Regions from separate parts of the Mus musculus genome. Here all the other regions are linked to region 4. The links are chromatin contacts, called in public HiChIP or PLAC-seq and promoter capture Hi-C maps. All regions are on one chromosome and are shown on one strand. Each heading gives the region's core, a stretch centred on a gene start, on an enhancer-like site or on the middle of the called end of the contact. The rest is flanking DNA. Distances are from core to core; before and after follow the strand shown.

Evidence for each region. Promoter capture Hi-C pulls out the DNA fragments that hold promoters and counts their contacts. HiChIP or PLAC-seq counts read pairs in DNA pulled down with a chosen protein or histone mark. Capture Hi-C pulls out chosen DNA fragments and counts their contacts.
Region 1: a contact with region 4 is called in an H3K27ac HiChIP or PLAC-seq map of thymic regulatory T cells, with 6 times the contacts expected there. The contact joins the promoter of Fuz here to the promoter of Ccdc114 in region 4. A contact is called at or near these places in 3 of 39 promoter capture datasets (hematopoietic stem and progenitor cells, liver and pre-B cells), 2 of 115 datasets of contacts at active chromatin or transcription factors (pancreatic cancer cells and thymic regulatory T cells) and 3 of 9 other capture datasets (adipose tissue, liver and macrophages).
Region 2: a promoter capture Hi-C map of adipose tissue shows a contact between it and region 4, with 2.4 times the contacts expected there. The contact joins the promoter of Vrk3 here to the promoter of Ccdc114 in region 4. A contact is called at or near these places in 4 of 39 promoter capture datasets (cranial neural crest, liver and pre-B cells), 4 of 484 Hi-C or Micro-C datasets (B cells, CD4 T cells and muscle stem cells), 1 of 115 datasets of contacts at active chromatin or transcription factors (thymic regulatory T cells) and 3 of 9 other capture datasets (adipose tissue, liver and pancreatic islet).
Region 3: a contact with region 4 is called in a promoter capture Hi-C map of liver, with 6 times the contacts expected there. The contact joins the promoter of 2410002F23Rik here to the promoter of Ccdc114 in region 4. A contact is called at or near these places in 1 of 484 Hi-C or Micro-C datasets (uterus) and 2 of 9 other capture datasets (adipose tissue and liver).
Region 5: a promoter capture Hi-C map of liver shows a contact between it and region 4, with 3 times the contacts expected there. The contact joins the promoter of Clec11a here to the promoter of Ccdc114 in region 4. A contact is called at or near these places in 1 of 39 promoter capture datasets (liver), 1 of 484 Hi-C or Micro-C datasets (uterus) and 1 of 9 other capture datasets (liver).
Region 6: a contact with region 4 is called in a promoter capture Hi-C map of pre-B cells, with 6 times the contacts expected there. The contact joins the promoter of Fam71e1 here to the promoter of Ccdc114 in region 4. A contact is called at or near these places in 4 of 39 promoter capture datasets (cranial neural crest, liver and pre-B cells) and 2 of 9 other capture datasets (adipose tissue and liver).
Region 7: a promoter capture Hi-C map of liver shows a contact between it and region 4, with 7 times the contacts expected there. The contact joins the promoter of Myh14 here to the promoter of Ccdc114 in region 4. A contact is called at or near these places in 2 of 39 promoter capture datasets (hippocampal neurons and liver).

Annotation. Positions count from the first base shown.
Region 1 is chr7:44,894,391-44,897,462 of GRCm38.p6, forward strand. Fuz (fuzzy planar cell polarity protein) reads left to right here and starts at 1,689. Exons shown (of 11, transcript NM_027376.3): 1 at 1,689-1,972; 2 at 2,157-2,278; 3 at 2,525-2,609; 4 at 2,871-2,939. The coding sequence starts at 1,862.
Region 2 is chr7:44,747,196-44,750,145 of GRCm38.p6, forward strand. Vrk3 (vaccinia related kinase 3) reads left to right here and starts at 1,434. Exons shown (of 15, transcript NM_133945.1): 1 at 1,434-1,456. Zfp473 (zinc finger protein 473) reads right to left here and starts at 1,154. Exons shown (of 5, transcript NM_001289836.1): 1 at 715-1,154.
Region 3 is chr7:44,245,244-44,248,131 of GRCm38.p6, forward strand. 2410002F23Rik (RIKEN cDNA 2410002F23 gene) reads left to right here and starts at 1,479. Exons shown (of 6, transcript NM_025880.4): 1 at 1,479-1,580. It overlaps LOC115486841 (a small nucleolar RNA gene), which reads left to right and starts at 2,847; the gene lies at 2,847-2,888.
Region 4 is chr7:45,922,796-45,925,985 of GRCm38.p6, forward strand. It overlaps Ccdc114 (coiled-coil domain containing 114), which reads left to right and starts at 1,420. Exons shown (of 15, transcript NM_001364168.1): 1 at 1,420-1,591; 2 at 1,703-1,794. The coding sequence starts at 1,725.
Region 5 is chr7:44,305,658-44,308,919 of GRCm38.p6, forward strand. Clec11a (C-type lectin domain family 11, member a) reads right to left here and starts at 1,302. Exons shown (of 4, transcript NM_009131.3): 1 at 962-1,302; 2 at 616-817; 3 at 172-363. The coding sequence starts at 1,108. It also overlaps a transcript of Shank1 not described here.
Region 6 is chr7:44,495,138-44,498,327 of GRCm38.p6, forward strand. It overlaps Fam71e1 (family with sequence similarity 71, member E1), which reads left to right and starts at 1,458. Exons shown (of 5, transcript NM_028169.2): 1 at 1,458-1,593; 2 at 1,778-1,896; 3 at 2,366-2,496. The coding sequence starts at 1,551. It overlaps Emc10 (ER membrane protein complex subunit 10), which reads right to left and starts at 1,281. Exons shown (of 7, transcript NM_197991.3): 1 at 1,119-1,281. The coding sequence starts at 1,232.
Region 7 is chr7:44,669,506-44,672,440 of GRCm38.p6, forward strand. Myh14 (myosin, heavy polypeptide 14) reads right to left here and starts at 1,338. Exons shown (of 42, transcript NM_001271540.1): 1 at 1,295-1,338. It overlaps 2310016G11Rik (RIKEN cDNA 2310016G11 gene), which reads left to right. Exons shown (of 5, transcript NR_152106.1): 3 at 158-328; 4 at 929-1,094.

The sequences.
Region 1 (3,072 bases), core at 439-2,938, 1.0 Mb before region 4:
ATGCAACATGGGAGAACTGAGCATAAGGACCAAGGCCAGCCTGGGCTACACAGCACGATTTTGTCTCAAAAAATTATTTTGTTTTATTGTATCATTTAAAATACAGAAGGAGAAATCTAATATTTGTCGGTGGAAAAAATTGTTCAATTCCTTGCACTTATCAAAATTGAGTATAGCCGGGCAGTGGTGGTGCACGCCTTTGAGGCAGAGGCAGGTGGATTTCTGAGTTTGAGGCCAGCCTGGTCTACAGAGTGAGTTCCAGGACAGACAGGGCTACACAGAGAAACCCTGTCTCAAAAACCAAACAAACAAACAAACAAACAGAGTATAAAAAGACATTAGAAGGGCTGAGATGGGGGCTGGACTGGACTGGAGAGATGACTCAGCTGTTAAGAGCATTGACTGGTCTCCCAAAGGTCCTGAGTTCAAATCCCAGCAACCACATGATGGCTCACAACCATCTGTACAGCTACAGTGTACTCGTATATATAAAATAAATAAATAAATCTAGAAAAAAAAAAGAAAGGAAGAAAGAAAGAAAAAAGAAAGGAAGAAAGAAAGGAGACTGAGATGTTGAAAAAGGAATCGGAATTTCAAGGACACATGGCAAGTCCCAGGTCTGCATGGGCTACATGAGACCACACCTCAAAAATACACTAAACAACAACAAGCAAAAGAGAAAGAAAGGAAAGCAAAGAAAAAGAGAGTGGCTGGCATTCGCCATTCCAGGCCAAACAGCTACCCTGAGTTCCAGGCCAACCAGGCCTAAAGGCTGCAACTCACCCAGAAAGTAGAAAATAAAGACACGAAGCTGTAGCCATACTATTTTAATAGCCATACTATTTTAAACTAGAAAATAAATTTTGATTCTTACAGTGCGTGTGCCATGGCATGTGTACAGAGGCCAGCTTTGTGGAGTGAGCTCTCTATTCTACCATGAAGATTCCAGGGGTTACAAGCTTCTCAGGTCTTCATGGCAAGCCCTGGGATGTGCTGAGCCATCTCCCTGGCTCCTAGCCATCCTTTGGAAGAAAGCTTTGGAAGTGATAGTACAGTGATCATATCTGTGAAAATCTGTCTTGCTACCTCGGTGCTAACTTCTATTGTTGCATGGAACAAAGTTTTCCGTGTTTTACCTTTCGACACGATACACCATCATTGGCATTAATTCGTTACAGAAATTACGTGGTTTTCATGATTTTGGAAAAGGTTCTCTTCTGCCTTTCACTAATAACAAAAACAACCATCTCATTTGGTGGTTACTAGGCAACACTGCCTGGATCAAACCATTCTGAAAAAATGAGAGGGAGACGGTGGCACAGCGGTTCGGAGTTTTGAAACAGAAATTATTGTGAATGGTAGTTGCTAGGCAACGCCTGAGCATACGGCCATCTTTGACTGGGGCAGGGTATTTCCCACTATGGAATGAAAGGCCACGCTGCAGTTGCCAGGCAGTGCCTTAGCACTGTCCCCATCCTCAACCAGTTGTTTAAAAAAAAAAAATTAGCACGTAATTACAGCACACATGAAGGTTTGTAGGCAACACCTTAGCACCATCACCATCTTCAAACTAGATTCTTCATTCTCGTTATACAAAAGATGTGAAGCTGTCCAGGAACAACTTGAACGCTTGGCAAGCAATACTTGTCGCCATCTTTGTTAGGGTCATGATGACTTCCGGCCGGGGCGGAAAAAGAATCCTGTTGGAGGGGCTGAGTTGATGAAGGCAGGAATTTAGCCATCCGGCTTCTCGCCCTCTGGCGGCTCCAAACGGCAGGCCGACTTGCTTTCACTACCCGCATGCTCCTAGATCCACACCGAGAGTCTCCAGGGGGGTGACTTGTCGGGTGCGGGCTTCCAGATGGGGGATGAGGGGCCGGGAAGCCCGGTGCATCTGCTGTGCCTCGCAGCCTCTAGCGGGGTTCCCCTGTTTTGTCGGAGTAGCAGCGGCGGCGCCCCCTCCCGTCAACAGGTGGGGGCATTCGACTCCTTCGTCTAAATAAGGGGTTTGGGAAGCTGGGATGGCATACCGTGCAGGGAGTAGAGGCTCGGAGCCTTTAGGGGACTAATAAGCCTGGTTTCCTGAAGAACTTTGGGGGGATGTGGGGAGACGGCAAAGTGGGACAGTGAGGTCTCAATGCTTCCCCACTCTTCAGCTTCCTTTCTCTGTCATCGGCTCTCTCAATGGAGTCCACATGTTCGGCCAGAATCTGGATGTGCAACTGAACTCTGCAAGAACGGAAGACACAACCGTAGTGTGGAAGAACTTCCATGACAGGTCCCTTGGCGGGAGCAAGGGAACAAGATCTGGGCAGTGGTTCCTGGCTTAGGTGACCCCAGAGTCCTGCCAGTGGTGACTTGGCTGTGGGAATCTTTGATAAGCTACTCACCCTCTCTGATCCCTGCGTTCCCAGCAGAATGTAGCCAGCAGCATAGGAATAGCCCAGAGACGCTGAAGCGCTTGGCTCCGTTTCCCAGGCCTGACCTCTACTTCATTCTTGCTTCTCTTCTTTCCTCCCCACAGTATCACTCTCATTGTTCTGTCATCTGAGGAGGGCACCTCTGAGCTGAGGCTGGAAAGAATGCTCCACATGGTGTTTGGGGCCATGGTGAGACTGGGCCCTTTTTTCTCCAAAACTCAAGAGAGCTGCACCCCCAGCCTCTTCTCCTTAGTCCAGACCTGCATTTTTTTCTCACACCCAGACATCCAGACCTCAGCCCTCTTCCCTCATACCTAGGAGTCCAGGAGCCCGACCTCCACCTTCATACACAGGGATCCAGACCTGGCCTTCCTCTCAACACCCATTCAAATACTGTCCTCTCTGACTAGATCCTATTAAGGACCCCGCTGTCCTATGTGATTCTTCTAGGTTCTCATTGTGGGACTTGAGGAGCTGACCAATATCCGGAATGTAGAAAGACTGAAGAAAGAATTGAGGGTGAGGCTGTGGGATGTGAGTGACGTTAGGATCCCTAAGTCGTGCCCATTTGTCTGGAACTACAATTCCCACTATGCATAGGGAAAGCCCATGGGTTCTTGAAGAGCTTGTTTAATCCTGGAGCTGGCCTCAG
Region 2 (2,950 bases), core at 184-2,683, 1.2 Mb before region 4:
TTAAACCAAAACAAAGGAATGTTAGCATTTCTTCTACACTCCACTCCACAGTTACCTGGCAAAAGCCAGGTATGCCTGACTCACTATAAAAGGGGCTGCTTGCCCCTCAGTCCCCACACTCTCTTCCTTCTCTGTCCCTTCTTGCCCTATTCCCCTCTCTCTACACGTGTTCATGGCCGGCCTCTACTCCCTCTCCCTACCTTTCTCTGTCTCTACTACCTCTCAACTCCCCTCCCCATGCCCTAAATAAACTCTATTCTACACTATACCCACTGTGGTTGGTACCTCAAGGGGAAGGGATGCCTCAGCATGGGCCCGCAGAGGCACCCCCTTCCCCAGCACCATACCTCGCCCTACCAAACATATCCCTGGCTTCCCTGGCTTTTTAAATAGAACATAACAGTATATATTTGAGATGCTCAAATAATAGATACAAATAATCTTTCCTTTTAAATTTGTTTATGACTGCTTCAAAGTGCTATGTGTGTACACCTAAGTGCCTTTAGAAGCCCAAGAGGGGGTTTGATACCCCGAAACTGAAGCAATAGATGTCTCTGGGCCATTATTGTAGGTATTGGTCGCGAGAGGAAACCCCCGCTTAAGAGCCGGGCCTACGCCCGGCTGTGAGCACTCAAGGGTTCAGCATTCTGTCAGGGCCTCCCACCCCGGCCACAGAGGACTAAGGCCATGGGCGCCTGGGCTTAGTCTCCGTACCTCGGCATGGCTCCGTGTCTCCGTACCTCAGCATGGCTGGCAACCCAAAGAACATATGCTTTCCAGGATCCCAAGAAAACCCAACTCCTCATGAGGAGGGCTCCCTCAGAGTACAGGGGGAAATTCCTCCGAGGAAGTTCCGGTTCCAGAAACTTCTCCTCAAATTTATCCCACCCAGGTAACTCCGCGCCAAATTCCAGGACCCACCACCTGTGGTCTCCACCCACTGAGCCCTCTAGGAAGTAGAGAGGAAACAGATTCATGGCTAAGTGACACCAAGGTTGGATGGCCCACTACCCTGTTATAGGACTACTTTCACCTTCTACACCCCGAAAATTCCATTTGGAGGTGACAGCGGGTTGCCATAGATACAGTTTGAAGGCAAAACTGAGATTACAGAGAGAGCACAGAAGCAAGGAGAGTTTAAAAATGACAACAGGACCTTTGATTGGTGGCTGTCACGTATTTCATCAAGATTGACGTCAGACATGCGCAGTAGAAGGAAAAGCCCGCCCCAGAGAAGGCCGAATAACGGTGAGCAATTAGGGGGATGGACTAATCAGGCGTGTCGCTCAGGCTTCTGGGAAATGGAGTTTCCAGCAGGGCACAGCTTGTCCGGATGCCCTGTATTAGAGGAAATAGGCCGCGTCTGCTCGCTGCTGTCGCACGGCCGGTGGGGGATGCGCGCGCAGCCCCTCCTTCACCCTCCCTCCCCGGAAGTTTCTGCGGGGCAACTGTAAAGGTGAGTCCAAGTTTCTGCTCCGGATCGGAGTGAGAGTCCGGGCCGTGAGAAACCCCGGCGCCCACGGCTTTTTCACAAGTACAGTGATGAGGAGCCGCTCGCCCGGCAGCCTGTGACGTCACTGCCTGAGGAAGGCGGAGGCCGACCAAGGCTGGGGTTCGGGGGCGGGAGTGGGGGGAGCACCCACTTCCTCTGTTTTGCTGGGAAGGTGTTGGGCGGAGCCTGTGAGGAATGTCAGACACTCCGCCTCCGCCTCCACGGGTACCTCGTCACTGGTTTCTTTGGGATTGTGGGGCCCGGTCCAGTCTCTGCTACTTAGGGAAGTGTTAGTCCCACACCTGTGGAATTTAGCCTTTGGTACTCTGCTGTGCTGCGTTCCTGCAACAGGAGCATAGATGGTAGCAAGCTGATGGTCATACGTAGGATAAATGAACTAAACAAATGGGTGCATAATAAAAGCCGACTTGAGTATCAGTAGTCGGAACTGAATGTGCAGCCTTAGACAGGAGACCTCAACACTCAAGATCCGAGCACTTACTGTATGCAAGGATCTGTGCAACAGACACTTATTGTATTATATACCCGAACTGCCACCTCCCCTAGGAGTAGCTCTAAACTCAGCAATGTTCTAGCACTTGGGAGGCTGAGTCAGGAGGATTTTTGAGAATAGTGAATTCCAGGACAGCCCAGGATGGACTACATAGTAATGGGCACCTCAGTTTAATTAAAGCTGGATGTACGCTTGGGTAAGTTTCAAATGCTGGGGGATCAAAAGTTCAAGGTCGGCCTAAGCTACATGAAACACTGTCTTTAAAAAAAGAATCCAGCCCTGCCTAAGGACTGGAGAGTTGGTTCAATATTTGAGTGCTTACTGTCTTCCGGAGGACTCAAGTTGGTTCCCAGTTCATGACTGCCTGTAACCCTAGTTCTAGGGAATTAGGGATTGGCCTTCACACGGGTTCATATGCACATAACTGTAGTGAAAATTCTGGAATTTTCATTTCTTTAAAAAAAACACAGAAATATAAGAATATGTTTTTGTTTCAATCCCAGGAGTGGGGCTATGGGGCTGCTTCTCCGCAGCTGACTAAGCTTTGCCTCCTGCTCCAGCAGCTCATGATTTTGCCAGCTGCACATAGTTTCTACAACTGTGTGACGTTTGGAATTCTGGGAACTTCTCAGAGAGTCTGTAAATACTAGGGCCTCAACTGGGTACCGTGAGAGTTGTTTGGTGGGGGTGGGGGATGGGGGGGGTATTGCAGTTTGTTAGTAGTTGTGCTCAAAGAAGAAATTAGATTCAGAGTTCTTGATCTCTCTCCCTCTGTCCTTCTTTCTCTCCTACCTAGGGATAGGGGGTGAAATGGGAAGGGGAGAATAAAGGCAGGAAAAAGAACTCACAAAGTAGCAAAGACCTTTTACACATACCCACATGCAAACACACACATACTCAAAATTAAAGATCATAAAGATGGATGTTTTTAAATTCTGCACAAC
Region 3 (2,888 bases), core at 229-2,728, 1.7 Mb before region 4:
ACCCTGATAAACGCCACGTAAGGGGACAGGTTCACAGTTCAAAGTGCAGTTCATCACATGGAGAGGTAAGGTGAGGGTCAAGGAGGCAGGAGCTTGAGGAGGCTGCTGGTCACACTGCATCTGCAGTCAGAGGGACATTTACACTGGTGCTCAGCTTTCTCCATTTATGCAGCCCATGGTTCCCCAATAGTGGGTGTGCCTTCCCAGGTCAACTAACCCAACTAAGATAACCTGTGCATGGTCAGCGGCTAAGCTAACCTAGATAACTCTCCACAAGGTATGCTCCAAGGCTTCTTTCCTAGGTAATACCAGATTTGGAGAAGTTGACCATATTAACCATCAATGTGGTAACGGGAGCCAAGCACAGAAGCAGACAGGGAGCTTTCTGAGCTCAAGGCCAGCCTGTTCTAGAGAGAGAGGCCTTGTCTCATCAAACTATTGACTTTCCTCTGGTGTGAGCCAGCAGCAATAATGGAAACTCGTTTACCTAAGAGAAGAATCTTTCCCTTTACTTCAGACCACTAGGTTCCCAGGCCAGTCTCCCCAGCGGAATGAGAAAGAGCCCTAATGAGCAGAGGGCCAGCTAAACAAAGAATACTCAGGTCACATTAAGGAATCTAGAGCTTGAAGAGTGTAACATAGACTATTTGGAGGGCAAAATGAAGAAAGAGAGAACTGGTATGAGGTGCAGACTTTTAAAAAAAAAATGTTCTATGACTTCTGTGGTTGAGGACCCACTTCGAGCTCATCCAAGTATTCAGAACCCTGACCCTTATCCCCCAAGACCTAGGGGTTCCAGCCCTCCGCCTCCTTCCTCAGACCCAGCAGTCCTTATCTCAGCCTCCAGATTCAAACCCAGTAGTGCAGCCCTCCAGCCTCACGCCCTCATACACAAGGGTCCAGACACCACCCACCCTCCCTCACACCCAGGGGTCCAGACCCCAACCTGCCCTCTTTCTGGCACAGGGAATTCCCCTCCTTTCCGCCCTAGCGTCCCCGCTCCGGGCCCGCACATCACAGAACCCAGCCCTCTAACTACACCACACCCATGGTTCCCTAAAAGTCTGCCAGTGTGTGCTGGTCCTGCCTCCCGCGCCGCAGCTGCGACTACTGCCGGGTGGGCCCTTTTAGCGGACCCCAGCTTCTGCAGCAAAAACGAGCTAGCCTGCCGCGCTGGCAAGTCGGGGGATTTCCGGTTCTGGCCAAACCCCCACCCCATGGGGGGCTTTCTCGTCCCGCCCTCTCCTTGGGAGCTGTCTAAGAGCTGCCTGACGGAAGTAACGGAAGAACCTTTCAGATATGTTCTTCATTCTCTTCATCCTCTTTGGGAACAACGTACCTTATCACCTGATCAGGAATGTCCTAAGGGCAACAGACGTTTATTCTTTCTGCCACCGTGAAAGCAGGATCCCCGGCTCAGGCGTAAGTGTGGGCTACCTCAGGGCGGGGCCCAAGAGCCGCTGGAGGCGGGGCCTTGCGAGCGCGATGGGTGGGGCTGACGGGCAGCGCGCGCTATAAATGGGGACACGCGGCGGTGGCGCGCGCCTGTGGCGATCGCGTGTGAGGTGAGGTCTGTCCCGGTGAGTTTTTCCACGGTGTTGGCCTCGGTACCTTCCAGTCGGTGGTGCTGCTTTGCACCCTGGGAAGCACGTGTCCCGAGGTGTCCGTGGCCTGGTCACGGGTGTACCTGTCGCGCGGACGGGCTCAAGGGCGCTGCTTGGGGCCGCGGGCGTGCTCGGGCTGGAACCAGGGTTTCTCTCGAAGGGGCGGATGCGGGTACTTTCGGGACAATGCCTTTCGCCAGGTTTGTGGAGCTTGGGATGCCGGGCCAGGCCTTCCTTTGTCTTGCCTTAGCCGGGCTACGCCATTTCTGCTGCTCACGTCGCGGGTCTTGTCCGCCATCTTCCCGGTTTTTTTTTTTTTTTTAGGCGACAGGGAGGGGGGTGTGTGACATAGAATCTTTCCTCCCAGTGACAGCCCCGTGCTACCTGCAGGTTCTCTCCGTAGGAAATCTCTACCACTGCCCCTCCCCCGTGTGGGATTTTGGCAATTTTGTGCAACCTAGAACACATGAGGGCTGGAGGAGGATGGGGTGTAGGGGCAGATACACGATACGGAGTTACCAAGGCGGAAGTGAGTGCACGTGGAGGACTGGATTGCTTCGGAGCAGCAGGTAGGAGTAGACGAGGAGGAAGGGAGCCAGGCCTTTGTTCACCTGCAAGAATACTAATACAATGGCTACAGGATGGTCTTGTAGGGCCTGATGGTACAAGCATTTTCGGTTCAGCTACTCAAGTAAATTACATATTTCTCCCAAAATATTTTAACCACACCTTTGCCTGTAAACCAATCTTTTTCTGCCTACTTACTGGTCAGTGCCATTATCACACTTGATTAAACTCTTTCCTCTTGGGAATCCTACTGTTCTCTTTGTGTTCCTTGCTAAATCATCTCCCAGACAGCTTTCACAGGGTGGTTCAAATCTCGCTGAGTAAGTCACTGGGCCTTCCATTTATTTATTTATTTATTTATATAAATATATATATGTATATAAGCCTATATTATATATATAAAATCTCAGCAGGGTTTTGCTTGTTTGCATTTTGCTCTGTAGAACCCCCATAGTTCTCCCACCAGGCTCCTCAGAAGGATGTGTGTCTTTGCAGGTTGTGTTTTTCAAGGTTACGAACCAAGACAGAACATCATGTCCATAGGGAATCTCTATGGACCTACTGGACTGGGGAACTTGGAGCCTCTAGTGGATTTTGTGTTTGTCAATCTTTTCTATTGTGTTAGCTTGGCCACCATCCCTGAAGGCAAGTAGCCTTGACATTGCAGAAGGCCTGAGGCTCCTGTGATGTTTAGCACTGGGCTCCAAACACCCTTGA
Region 4 (3,190 bases), core at 170-2,669:
ATCCCAGGCCTGGGAGGAGTGTGGACCAGGAGCAAGGAAGCTCCACTGGCTGAGAAGCCAGCTGGGATGTTTTAATATTCCTTGAGAGTTGAAAAAGTTCGGTACTTGGGGTGCCTAGGGGAGGCGTTTAGGGAATCCCCAACAATAGTGCCCAATAGAAGTGGAAGTATCTGGAGACACTAGAGGTAGGGGTGGTGGGATCTCCCCTGCCCAAGCCTCTAAGGAGCGCGGCATCGCAGCACTTCCTCCCACAGGAAACCGCAGGCGTCGGGCACACCCAGCCTTCAGGCAGTGGCGTCCACAGCCCGCTTGCAAGAGGACCACGTGGGATGAAGAGCTTGGCCAGATGGGACCGCTGGAGGTTCCGCCCACTCCCACTTCCGGCTCTGCCCTGCGTGGCCCCAAACCGTTGGTTGCGCATGCGTAGTGAACCTGTGTAGGAACTGAGATCGTGGTGAGCGTTCCTCCAAACCATGAATTTCCCAAATAACCAGTCCAAGGCACGCACTTCTTGGACCCCGAAGGACCCTGCCTAGTCCCAAAGTCTAGTCTTCTAAACGTTTCCCTTCAGTTTCCACTGCCCATAGTCCCGAGCCCCACGAGTGTCCCTCCCAGGCATTCAAGTCAATCTCCAGCACCTCGCTTGGCTCTTTTTAAATAACAGGGCCCGCCCCGCCCCCAAACCCAAGGCCCCGCCTTCTCACTAAACTCGCCGGCCGCTCCCTTCTAGTCCCCGCCCCTTACAGACCGTGAGCATCTCTCCCCTATAGTTAACGCTCTGTACAGGACTGATGCCACCCTCTGCTTGCAATCCTGCCCCTTATAGCATCCGAGCCCCTCCTCCTTTTATTAACAGCCTCTGGCTCCGCCTCTTAGTACTACACTTTCTCCCCTCCCCTTTTACAATGAGATCTTCCCCAGGCTCCGCCCTTGATCCTACCTATGCTCCTCCCCTTCCCCGCTCTCCTAACCTCCACTCCCTTGACTCCCCTGGCTCTTTCTATGGCGGGGATTCTCAACCTTTCTAATGCTGCGTCCCTTTAATATAGTTCTTTATGTTGTGTTTACCCGCCCTACCGTAAAATTATTTTTGTTGCTACTTCATAAATATCTGTAGTTTTGCTACAGTTATGTATTGTAATGCAAACATCTGTGTTGTCCGATGGTCTCTGGTGACTCCTTGTGAAAAGGTCGTTGGAGGCTACAACGGGGTCGCGACTCACTGGTTGAGAACCGCTGTTCTCTAGGGTCTTCTCAGCCCTGCCCCCGCCCACTCAGGCCCGTCTTCTGGCCTGCCCCTGCTCTGGCCTGGCCTCCTCTGGGTCCAAGACTAAAGTTGGCTGAGTCTTCCACTGATCTCTCCTGCCCGCCCCTTCCGCTGTCCTCAGGCCTTATTGGCCCCTTGTCTCCCCAGTAACCAGACTACAACAGTGAGAGTGGAGCTACAGCGACTGGTCAGGCACTCAAGCAGGTAGAACCTTGACCTCGCCTCCCACCCCACCCCAATCCGGCCGGGGTTCCGAGGTGCGGAGAAGCTGCCCAGGGACCGAGTCTGAGTCAAGCCGCAGGGTCCAGATTGTGTGTTTTTGGGGTGAGCGATATCCCAGTAGTCCTTGAAGGGTCGAGGCTCAGAGAGGCCGCAGTGCTGTTTGGTCGCTCTGTGCGCTGGCTTGCGCTCTCTGAGGCTGGTGTGCCCTTGCAGGAGCTCCACCGCTATGTCGAGGATGCGTTTGGGTCCACCCACCAGGAGCGCCCGCTCCGAAGAAGGAAGCGAGATCTTCCTGGAGGGATCAGGTAATTCATGATTCCCCATCTCCTCCGAAGTTCCTTTTCTGTTCTCAGCTTCTTCAAGTTCCAGAGCCAGGGGTGGGAGGCCTCCCAGGAGCGCCCTCTCCTGGGGGCAGATTCGAGCCCAAACAGGGGGATCTTGGCCTGTGGTGGGGCCAAGCCAGGCAGTGGGATGTCTAGGCAGACATTGGACTTCAGGAGTGGTTTGAATGGGGTCCAGAACATCCAGAAGAGAGCTAGGGGAGGACCCGTGAGATGGCTTACCTAGTAAAGGCTCTTGGCACCAAACTGACGGCCTGAGTGCCACTCGGGAACCCAGGGGGTGGGAGAAGAAAAGCAACTCCCTTGGGACCTTCCTACACTAAAACAGAAAGAGAAAAGGACTGGTGTGGCGGCACACATCTTTCATCTCTGCTGGGGAGGCGGAGATAGTTTGAGACCAACCAGGGCTACATAGTAAAACCCTACATAGTAAAACCCTGTCTCAAAAAAAAAAAAAAAATGGCTAGGGTGGCTGGGGTAGGAGTGTGGACATGGTTTGGGTCAGTTCTCAGCTGAGGGTGGGAAGCTGGTAGGAAAGATTGAAAGGATGGTGTAGTGGTTTGTATCTGCTTGGCCCAGGGAGTGGCACTATGAGGAGGTGTGGCTAGTTGGAGTAGGTATGGCCTTGTTGGAGAAAGTGTATCACTGTGGAGGTGGGCTTTGAGACCCTCTTTCTAGGTGCCTGGGAGTCAGTCTTTTCCTGTTTGCCTCTGGAAAAAGACATATATAGAACTCAGCTCCTCCAGCACCATGCCTGCCTGGATGCTGCCATGATGGACTGAACCTCTGAACCTGTAAGCCAGCCCCATTTAAATGTTGTCCTTATAAGAGTTGCCTTAGTCATGGTGTCTCTTCACAGCAATGGAAACCCTAACTAAGCTAGAAATTGGTACCAGGAGTGGGGTATAGCTTTGCTAGGTCTGACCATGATTTTGTTTGGAGGAATGTGGATTTGGGGACGTTTTGGAACGCAGTGGAATGCTTTTAGTGGGGCTTCAAGGGCCATCCTGGTAGGAACATAGAAGACATTGGTGCTGAGGATGAGTTGAACTGTGGGGGCCTGGCTCAAAAGCTTTCAGAGAAGAATGTGAGTATATGGCCTAGAGACTTTTTTTGTGGTATTTTGGTGAAGAATGTGACTGACTTTTGCCCTTTTTTTTCTGAAGAGTCTGCCTGAGGCTAAGGCGAAAGTGAAGAGAATCAGATTAAATTGCATTGACAAAGGAAGTCTCAGAAAAGCCCAGCACAGACTTTGTCCTCTGGTTCACTCTCATGAAGAACATTTTGATCAACCATAGCAAGCTTAAAAAGAAAAATTTCAAAATTTTTATTAATTGTGTATTCAGGTGATAAAGGGACA
Region 5 (3,262 bases), core at 52-2,551, 1.6 Mb before region 4:
AGGTTGGAGCAAGAAAAGTCTCACCCACCTCACAATCCATCTCTAGATGTGCCAGCACCTCCCAGTTCTATGTGGACCCTCTGGTATCCTGATACCCGTTTTCTCCAGGTCTTCAGACCTCCATGGGTCTCCTCCTCCCACCTAGGCCCTCTTTGTGCTGCTGAGACTCACCCTCCAAGCGGCCGTGCTCCTGCTCAGCACGGTCCTGGACCTCCTTCAGGGCTTGCACTGAGTCGCGGGTGTCACTCGCAGCATCCCGCAGCTGCCGCAGCCCCTGGGTCAGCTCAACCACACGGGTGTCCAAAACGTGCAGACGGACGTGCAATTGGTGTAGGCCTGCATCGAGGCTGGCCAAGCGGCCCACTGTGAAAAGACAGAAGGCACAACTAGAGGCACAATTAAGGGCTCTAAGGACATGGAGGGCACGGCCCTCAGACTCCCAAAAGCGGATTGGATGAGGCGATCTGTGGGATGTGTGACCATGTCTATGAAGTTCAGTGGGTTAAACTCTTGACAGGCAGACACATCTGGGGACCTTGGGCCCCTTTGATGTGTCTGGCCTCCGAGTTGGGTCAGTGCTTGACAGACAGGCCACCCTGGCTTCTGAATACTCACAGATGTAAGTGACAGTGTCCTCTGGTGTGGGAGAAGGGCTGGGGAAAGGGTTGGGACTAGAAGAAGGTGCTGTGGTGATTTCCTCTTCCTCTTCTTCCCCTTGAGTCTCTGTGGTCTCCCAGACCTCTTTGTCTTCAGGGTTTTCAGCAAGATTATCCTCATTTCCCACCCCAGTGGGCAGCCCTAGGGCCTCCTGGAGATTCTGGGTCAGAGAATGCATGTCAGTTTCCTTCCCGCCTACCCTCTCAGCTCTTTTCTGAACCCATTGTTCCATCTAAACCCCCTTACTTTTCTTTACCCATCTGAACACTTCATCTCAAGCCCACAGTGCCCCTCCAACACTCACCTTCAACATCTGTGACTCCCGCTCTCTCTCCTCCTCCAGGGCACCTCCCCAGCCTCCCTCCCACTCCCTCCCAGGACCTCGGGCTCCATGACCAAAACTCAAAAGCTGAGGGACCACTAGGGCCCCCAAGAGCCAGGCTGCCTGCATCCAGCTGGGCTTCCCAGCACCCAAATAGTAGAGAGGTCAGAATGCCAGGGGTAGGACTGCTGTATAGACCTAGCAAGTGTCCCAGTCTGGTGGGCAGCTCACAAGCCCCTTGGACCTTCTTTCTGCCAGGCTTTCTCTTCTGCCTTCCCTCCTGATCTGCTCTGTCTCAACTTTTGATCTCCTCAGCTTCTCTTGGTGAGTCTCCCCGCCCCTATTGGCTTCCAGGAGGCTCTGCCTCTGTGGCCGGAAACCTCCAACGTTCCAAAGCCTGATCCCGCCTTGGGTCTACCCACACCCACCCCTTGCCACTTTCCAGACCTCTGCTTCTGCCCTCTTTCCTCCCTTTTGCAAGTACAAGCACTTATATGGATAAAAGGAAGATGGGGAAAGTTTTCCAGGGCATCCTTGGTACTGGTAGGCCTCAGCCTTGGTCCAGGAGTCTTCTCAGAACAAAGCAGGCTATGATAGGATGCCAGCTTTGGACTGTTCACTTCTCTCTGTCTTGGCCATTCCTGAGGAGGGGGCACACTGCAGAGAGTATGCTAAGGTTGCTATTATCCTGTGGTCACCGCTGACCACACAGCCTAATGAAGGGGACTCTTCTAACATTCTCAGGCTCCGGGGCTCTCCCATCCTCTACCCAGATGGCCTGTCCTGGCCCTACCAGCCCTTGTATGTGGTGCCTGCTTGTGGGGATATGTGTGAACAGCATGCATGTGTGCTGCTTAAAAGGTGTAACTACAAGATTCTCCTGCAGGCCAGGCCCTGAGCAGGTTGATGCTGGGGTGGGAGGGGTGGTAGTGAGCCCAGTGGTTCCCCCATCAAGGGAGGAGAAGGGTTGACAGTCAGAGCAGGTATCTCCAGTATGTATACTAACCAAGCACTGGCCGTGAGTAGAGAACCCTCTGCAAGCTGCCTTATCCCAGCCTAGACCACTGCAGTGGCCTCCCCTTACTCTCCCTCCTTCTACAGAGCCCCTCCAATCTGGGCTGCTTGCCTGCCGCAGCCAGAGCAATCCTTCCAAACCATAAATCAGATCACATTACTCCCCACGCCCCTGCCTCCTCACCTTCCCATCAGAAGCAGGAGAGAAGCCAAACCGCGGTCTCCTCGGTCCTCAGTGCAGCCTGCAGGGCTGGGGCCTGGGAGAGAACCGTTTTTTCTGCAGTCTCACCTCATCTCCCCTCACCCTCCATCACCACTCTGTCCTTCCTAGCCTTTTCCTCCTTCTGCAAACTCTTCCCTCAGCTCTTTCTCATTACTGAAGCCTCAGCTCTGCCCACCATGTGAGATGCTTTCTCAAAATGCCCCCTTTTCTTCTAGGTATGGTCCAACCAGTATGGGCTTGTTTATTTACATCTGTCTCTTGCAGACCAAGGCATAGATTTTGGGGCTACTTCTGTATCCCCAAATCAAAGCAGGACTTCCTAGCACCTAGTTGGTACTCAGTTAAACTGATGAATAAGACCAATGTTACAGCAGCTTGGTAAAAGGCCTTAAAAATCAGACTTTTGTGTTTAGGTTGCACCGGAGTTCTCAAGGTGTCTGCCTGAGTGCAGGCGCTGAGGGCAGTGGAAGGTTCCAATGCCAGGAGAGTAGATGGCCATGCCTTACCCACACCATGCCAGGCTCATGAGTCCTGCAGAGCTTTAGTCCCGCAGGTCCTGCCAATTCATGAGCCAAAGATCTAGGGGCCCAGGGTTTGCAAGGAAAAAGCAAAGAAGCTCAGAGAGGAGACATGGCAGCCGTATGGAGGTCACAGGTGTGGCATCATGTACCAAGGCTGCTGGCTCCAAGCAGGTACCTCACATCTGCCCTCAGCTGCTGTGAGTCCCATGAGGGGCCTTGTAAAGGAACACACCAGTTTTCAAGAAAGCCTAGTACGCAGAGGGCAGAGTGACCTTGGGCAGCCAACTGATTCTCGGAGCCTCTCGGATGCTCATCTGTAGCACGGAGGTCTCTCTTCGGAAGCTGGAGACCTCCATATAATGCAGAGGGGCTTTGTAAACTGCAGAATGCCTCATAGCCGCTCAGTGTATGTACCAGCACCAGCAGCTGTTCTCCATGGGCGCAGCTGCTCGGCACCTGGGTGGGTGCATCAAGATGAGGGCCTCTCTAAGCTGGGTACCAACTCCAGTTTATCCCAGGATGCCC
Region 6 (3,190 bases), core at 208-2,707, 1.4 Mb before region 4:
AACCTCTGATTCACAATTCTTCTGCCTCCACCTCTTCGTGCTGCTACTACAGGTAAATACCACCTTGCTCTGCCCCCCACCCCAGGTCATTCAGGTTTTCATTCACGAGTTCACTTCCTTTGCACATGCTAATACTCTGACCATTCACATTGGCAAGAAGCCCACTTCTCTCTGGCACATCCTAGATCCACACTTTCTTTCCCACGGTTCTGAAGCAGAGTCCCACTAAATCACTCCCTGATCCAGACCGGAGATGATCCTCCTGCCTACGTCTGCTGAGCGCTTGGGGTTACACATGAGCACCACCACCATCAGCTTAATTTCTTTGTAATTTTTCTTTTTTTAATTTTGTGTATGGATATCTGCTGCATGTACCTATGTGCCCTGTGTGCATGCCTGGTACCTGGTGTGCCAGAAGAGAATGTGCAATCCCCAAAAACTGAAGTTAGCAGACAGTCGTGAGCCTCTAGGTAGGTGCCAGAAAGCAAACCCAGGTACTCCAGAAAAGCAGTCAGTTCTCTTGGCCCTCATTTCTCCAGCACCCTATTTTTGGGGTTTTTTTGAAACAGGACCTTAGGTAGCCCAAGGTGACCTTGCACCCCACACCCAGGCCTAAGCCTTAGATGTCTTAATTTCAAGCTTCTCCTAGCCAGGCATCCTACAGCACTCTGGCTCCTGAAGGACCTGACTTCTTCGTGCATATTCAGAAACATGATTCCAACCCTAGCACTAGAGCACTGCTTCCTTGCCATATCTTTATTAATTACTTATTGAGTCAGGGTCTCACTGTGTAGCCCTGGTTGGCCTAGAACTCCCTTTGTCCTAGGCTGGCCTCGAACTCAGAAATTCACCTGTCTCTGCCTCCCGAATAGGGGTATTGAAAGCGTGCACCATCACACCCCCATTTTTGTATTTTTGAGACAATCTCAAGCAATCCAAGCTAGCCTCAAACTCCTTGATCCTCCAGCCTCAGCCTCCCAAGCACGGAGATGAGAGGCTAGCTACCACTACTCCACGCAGCTCAGGTTCCGAGCAAACCACATCCTCTCATGAATATTCATGATGGGGTCCATCTAGCGCCCACAGGAGGCCGCCCCGCCCCGGCCACTAGCACTCACCCCACGCGCGGAGGCCCCGACCCGGCAGCCGCTGCCTCGGGCTCTGCTAGGAGCCGCGGCTACCATCAGCAAGAGCACTAGCAGCCGGGTCACCCCGGCACCCGCGGCCACCATACGGGAGCGTTGAGAAAAACCGAGAGCCATACAGCCCGCTAGGAAACACAGGGTTCATCCTGAGGCTCACGCGCCTGCGCCGCACGCCGCGCCTGCGCACTAGCGCCCGTCCGCCTGCTCCCGCAGTCAGGGCGGCCATTTCTCCATCCGGGTCTCTAGGGCTCACGTTCCCGGTGACACCACCTGGGAGAGAAGTGACGTCGTTGACGTCACGGAACGCCGGGCACCCTATTGTAAAGTCACAAGCTCTAGGCCCCACCCTTTATCTGTCTGTCCCAGGCTTCACTCGGCGTTCCTCCCCAGGGCCGGGGCGTGGCGATGAAGGGCGGTCGAGATCTTAAGGCCGCTCGGGGCGGAGCAGGTGAGACCAGTTCTGAGGGGATGGAAGGTGACAAAAGGACTTCTGCCTGGAGGGGTTGGCCCTAGAGAGGGAGCCGGGGAAGGTATGGGACCAGCAATGCGGAGGCCGCTGCCCCGCATGCGCCCTCGGTCAGAGTTCATGTACCTGGCATCCTGGGATGGATGCTCGCGCTTCGCCCCTGCAGACCGCCCCCTGGCTCCAGCCTACGCCCCGTGCCGCCCTGGGCGCCTCCAACGCCACCTCCTGAGCGGCGAGTTCGACCAGCTGCGCGACTTTCCCATCTTTGAAAGCAACTTCGTGCAGGTGTGGAGCCCCGGACCTCCGACCCGTTGATGTACGGATCTCCCCCATCATTTGTCGTTCTTTCCAAGTGATCCACATCACCTCTGAGCCCGCTGGGCTTTTTGTGTCTTCAGAAGCCTTTGTCTCAGTTTCCTTGACTGTACACATATGGTTCTTGTCCTTTAATCCTAAAATCTTTGGCCCACAAGCCTTTTTTTTTTTTTTTTTTTCCTTTTTAGAGGTAATATGGCTGGTACTCTGGGCTTCACTCGTTATTCAGCAGGAGCTCTACCCCTTAGTCACACCCTAGCCCTGCACCGGGGGATTCTAGGCATGTGTGCTTATATTCTGAGCCACATTCCCAATCCCTAACCTACTGTTCATCTCCCCTAGTTCATGACCTTTCACTCTGTCAAGATCCCCAAGACCCAATCAGATTCCTGTTGAGTTCTGTTCTCCATCTATCGATCCTCTTAACCTTTGGCCCCAGGTGACCCGGTTTGGAGAAGTCGCCAACAAGGTCACCATGGGGGTGGCAGCCTCTAGTCCTGCCCTGGAGCTGCCAGACCTGCTGCTGCTGGCCGGCCCTGACAAGGAGAATGGACACCTGCAGCTCCTCGGGTGACTGCCCCTCTAAGTCCCAACTTCCTCCAACCTCCCTGCCGCCATTTTGCCACCCAGGGACCAAGATCACCACCAAACCTCTTCACTAAGAAAAATGGCAGGGCACTTCACAGAGGTCAGAAGTCAGGCGAGATGAGGGAGGACAGCCCTCAGTGGCATCACAGGGTCAGGATGGTGGCTGTTTACACAGTGCTTTCTGCTTTCCAGGTACTCTGTCCCAGAGAGATAAAGTAAAGCTCAAAGACTGGGCCCACGGCCCAGGGTCCCACAGTCCACTGTCCACTCTGCCCCTCTTCCTGAAAACTTGTGAAAATCAATACCACCAAGTACAAACCTCACATAGAACAGAACACCCCTTCCCCCAGCCTAGGCCTTGCCCTGCCTCAGCTGCATGCAGGAAACGTGTACACGCTTACAGGACATGTACATACTGTGGTATTTTTGGAGACCTGAATCCTTTCTCATCCTATCTCAGTTCACGAAAGACAGGGAGAAAATAGAAAAAAGCCAAGCCTAATAGTACAGGCCTGTCATCCCAAGACTTGAGCAGCTGAAACAGGATTGCAGGTTCAAGGCCAAATTGAGCTTTGAAAGTGGCAACCTGGACAACTTAGTGAGGCCCTGTCTTAAAAAAGTAAAAAGGGGCTCTGAGTGTGTGTGTGTGTGTGTGTGTGTGTGTGTGAGAGAGAGA
Region 7 (2,935 bases), core at 88-2,587, 1.3 Mb before region 4:
GGTTCGAATCTCCCTCCAGCCTTCTGAACCTTCACTTTCTTCGCTAGGAATTGAGGCTCATGAGATCAACAAAAATTATTTGAGGAAAAGGACCCAGGTCTCTGTTCTGTTTTATCGTGGTTTTTTTTTTTTTTTTCTTTCTTTCTTTCTTTCTTAGAATCTCAGTTTCCTGAACCCTGGAAGTGGGATGCCCCAATCCTCAGATATGATGTCAAAATGCTATGCCAGCCTCAGGCTTGGGTCTTCTCCTCAATCGAGAAGGTGATCGAGGAGGAGACATCGGGTGATCATGCCTACGATAAACTTGTGGCTTAAGAGGTGTTAAGAGGTATGGCTTACAGAACAATTTATTTTTGTTTTTTGTTTTTCAGATACAGGGTCTTAAGTAGCCCAGGCTCGCCTGGAACTCATCATGTAGCTGAGGCTGGTCTTGAACTCCTGATTACTATTATGATGTTTAAAAAAAAAAAAAAGCCACAGGGCCAGGCACACCAGGTCCCTGTGTTCCCCACCTCGGTCCAGTCTATATCTTCACTCTCTGTGAGATGGAAACCACACAAACCTACCTCAAATCCATTCTCCTACACTGGAGGGGAGTTTAGTTATACATTAAAGTGCCCATGTCCATTGTGAGGCTTGGTGGCACACTCTTGTCATCGCGGCCCTTGAGAGGCTCAGGCAGGAAGGTTGGGGGTTGAGGTCAACTCGGTCTACACAGTGAGTTCAGAAGCTATCTCCAAAAAAAACAAAAAACACAAAAAAAACAAACAAAAAAAACTCACAAAAAAACAAAAAACCAAAACAAAACAAAAAACCAAAACAACTAACTAAACCAAGTCAAATCAAAACAAACTGGGACACCCAGCCAAACACATCCTTCTCTGTTCCTGTCCCTGCCTGTCGCGACCCCTCTCTCTCTGGTCCACAGCTTTTTCCTCCTCTGACATCTGACACGGTAGTCCTGAGAGCTGGGGAATGGAGACCATGACTCAGGTGTTCTATCATGCAACGTTCCAAGCACTGCCTCAGTTTCCCCTTCTGCAGAACAGACCGTGTGACGCTGTCAGAGATGACCCCAGGCTGTCTGGCACAAGGTGGGAATCCGGGCTGGGTGACTACAACCTTCCCCTTACCTCTCCCTGACCCTGGGGTCGCTTGCACCCAGGGTGAATGTCTTGACCCACCCCTCTCCAAGACCCCCCGCTGTACCCCACCGGCTCCGGCCTCCCCAGGTCTGACAGGCTCTGGCCAACCCTTGGGGCGCACCACGGGGGGGAGGTCCCCGGACACTCACCGGCGCCCAGGGCGGTCCAGAGGCCTCGGCCTGGACAGAAAAGGAGGCGGGGCCTGCAGTGGACGGCCCCACCCACAGGTAGGCATTACAGACCAATCAGCACTTGCTGCGGCCCGCTCAGACCTCGCCCCTGGGGCTCAGTGCTGCCCAATCAAAAAGAGCGGCTGGCGCGCCAGGCCAATCAGAAGTTGGCAAAGCGTGCCAGGCGTGGGAAAAGAACCTGGCCGAGAATGTGCGGCAGTAGGCGGGACCCGGGCCTGATGGCCAGCAGGAAGCACCAATAGAGATGCTTGGGGAGCGGCCAGCAGCTGCTGGTTCAAGGGGACAGGGTGAATGGGCTGCTTTGTAAACAGGCATGAATGGATGCCTTTGTGCGCACCCGTAGGGGGCGGCGGGAGGCCGGAATGCCTGGGTCCCCCGGGAGCCGGCGTGAGGACACACACCAAGAAACTGCTTTTGTAGAGTGCAGACCGTGAGCAGACCCAAAGCAGGTGGATGGGTCAGAATCATTTATTGAGCTCAAAGATGTGTGAAGCGTTTCCACTACGTAATTTCACTAAAGCCTTGAACTTGGTGCGATTGAGACCTTATATGGAGACTCAGTAGAGGGTTAGCCTAGCATGCACGAAGCCCTGGGTTCCACCCAGTCACCTTGCAAAGCAGGAGTGATGGCACCAGAGAATCATTCCAGCCCTGGAGAACTGGAGGTTGGAGGATCAGGAGTTCAAGGTCATCCTACAGCTATGTAAAGATTTCTAGGCCAGCCTAGATTATAGGAGACCCTGTCTCAGAAAACAAAGCAAAAACCCCAACCTCATCTGGAGGACCACACCTACCATCCTAGCTAGCATTGCCGGGCTGAGGCAGGAGGACTGCAATGAGTTGAGGTCATGGGTTTAAACAAAGTGATTGAGAAACTTAGTGTGACCCTGTCTCAAAGTACAAAAAGAGGGCTTAAGATGTGGCTCAGTTATAGGGCACTTGAGCTATAAAGCACTAAGTTTACATCACCTTACTGCAAAAATAAATAAATCAGCAAACAAACGATAAGTAAATACCAAAGTCCCCAAAGCCCTCACCACATAGATACACTCCACCTTGTCTTCCAACTGCTTAGCTCGTGTTGTTTCATAGTCCCTTAAGCACTTGGGTCTGCCTCAGCTTTGAACAGTCTCCTAAACTTGCTGTTTCCTTGTGTATGTGTGTGAGTGTATGGCTCTCTGTGTGTGTGTGTGTGTGTGTGTGTGTATGGCTTTTTTACCTGCATATATGTATGTGTACTGTGTGCATACAGTGCGGTCGGAGGCCAGAAGAGGATGTCAAATTTCCTGCAACTGGAGTTACAGATGATTCTGAGCTGTCCTGTGGGTACTGGGAATTGAACCCAGGTCCTCTGGAAGAACAGTTTCTGCTCTTAACCACTGAGCCACTGCTGCAGGCCTGCTTCTTTGCTTCGGAGACAGGGTTTCATTCTGCAGCTCTGCCATCCTGGCACTCTATTGTCCATTTGGACATGACAGCTCAGGTGTCTGTAGCCAACCAACCGTACCTGCCAACTACGGATATCATCCACTCCATCAAGGCTAAATCTACCCAGCAACTGGTGATGTCATCATCTGTCTTTACTGGCCTGGTTGCAGA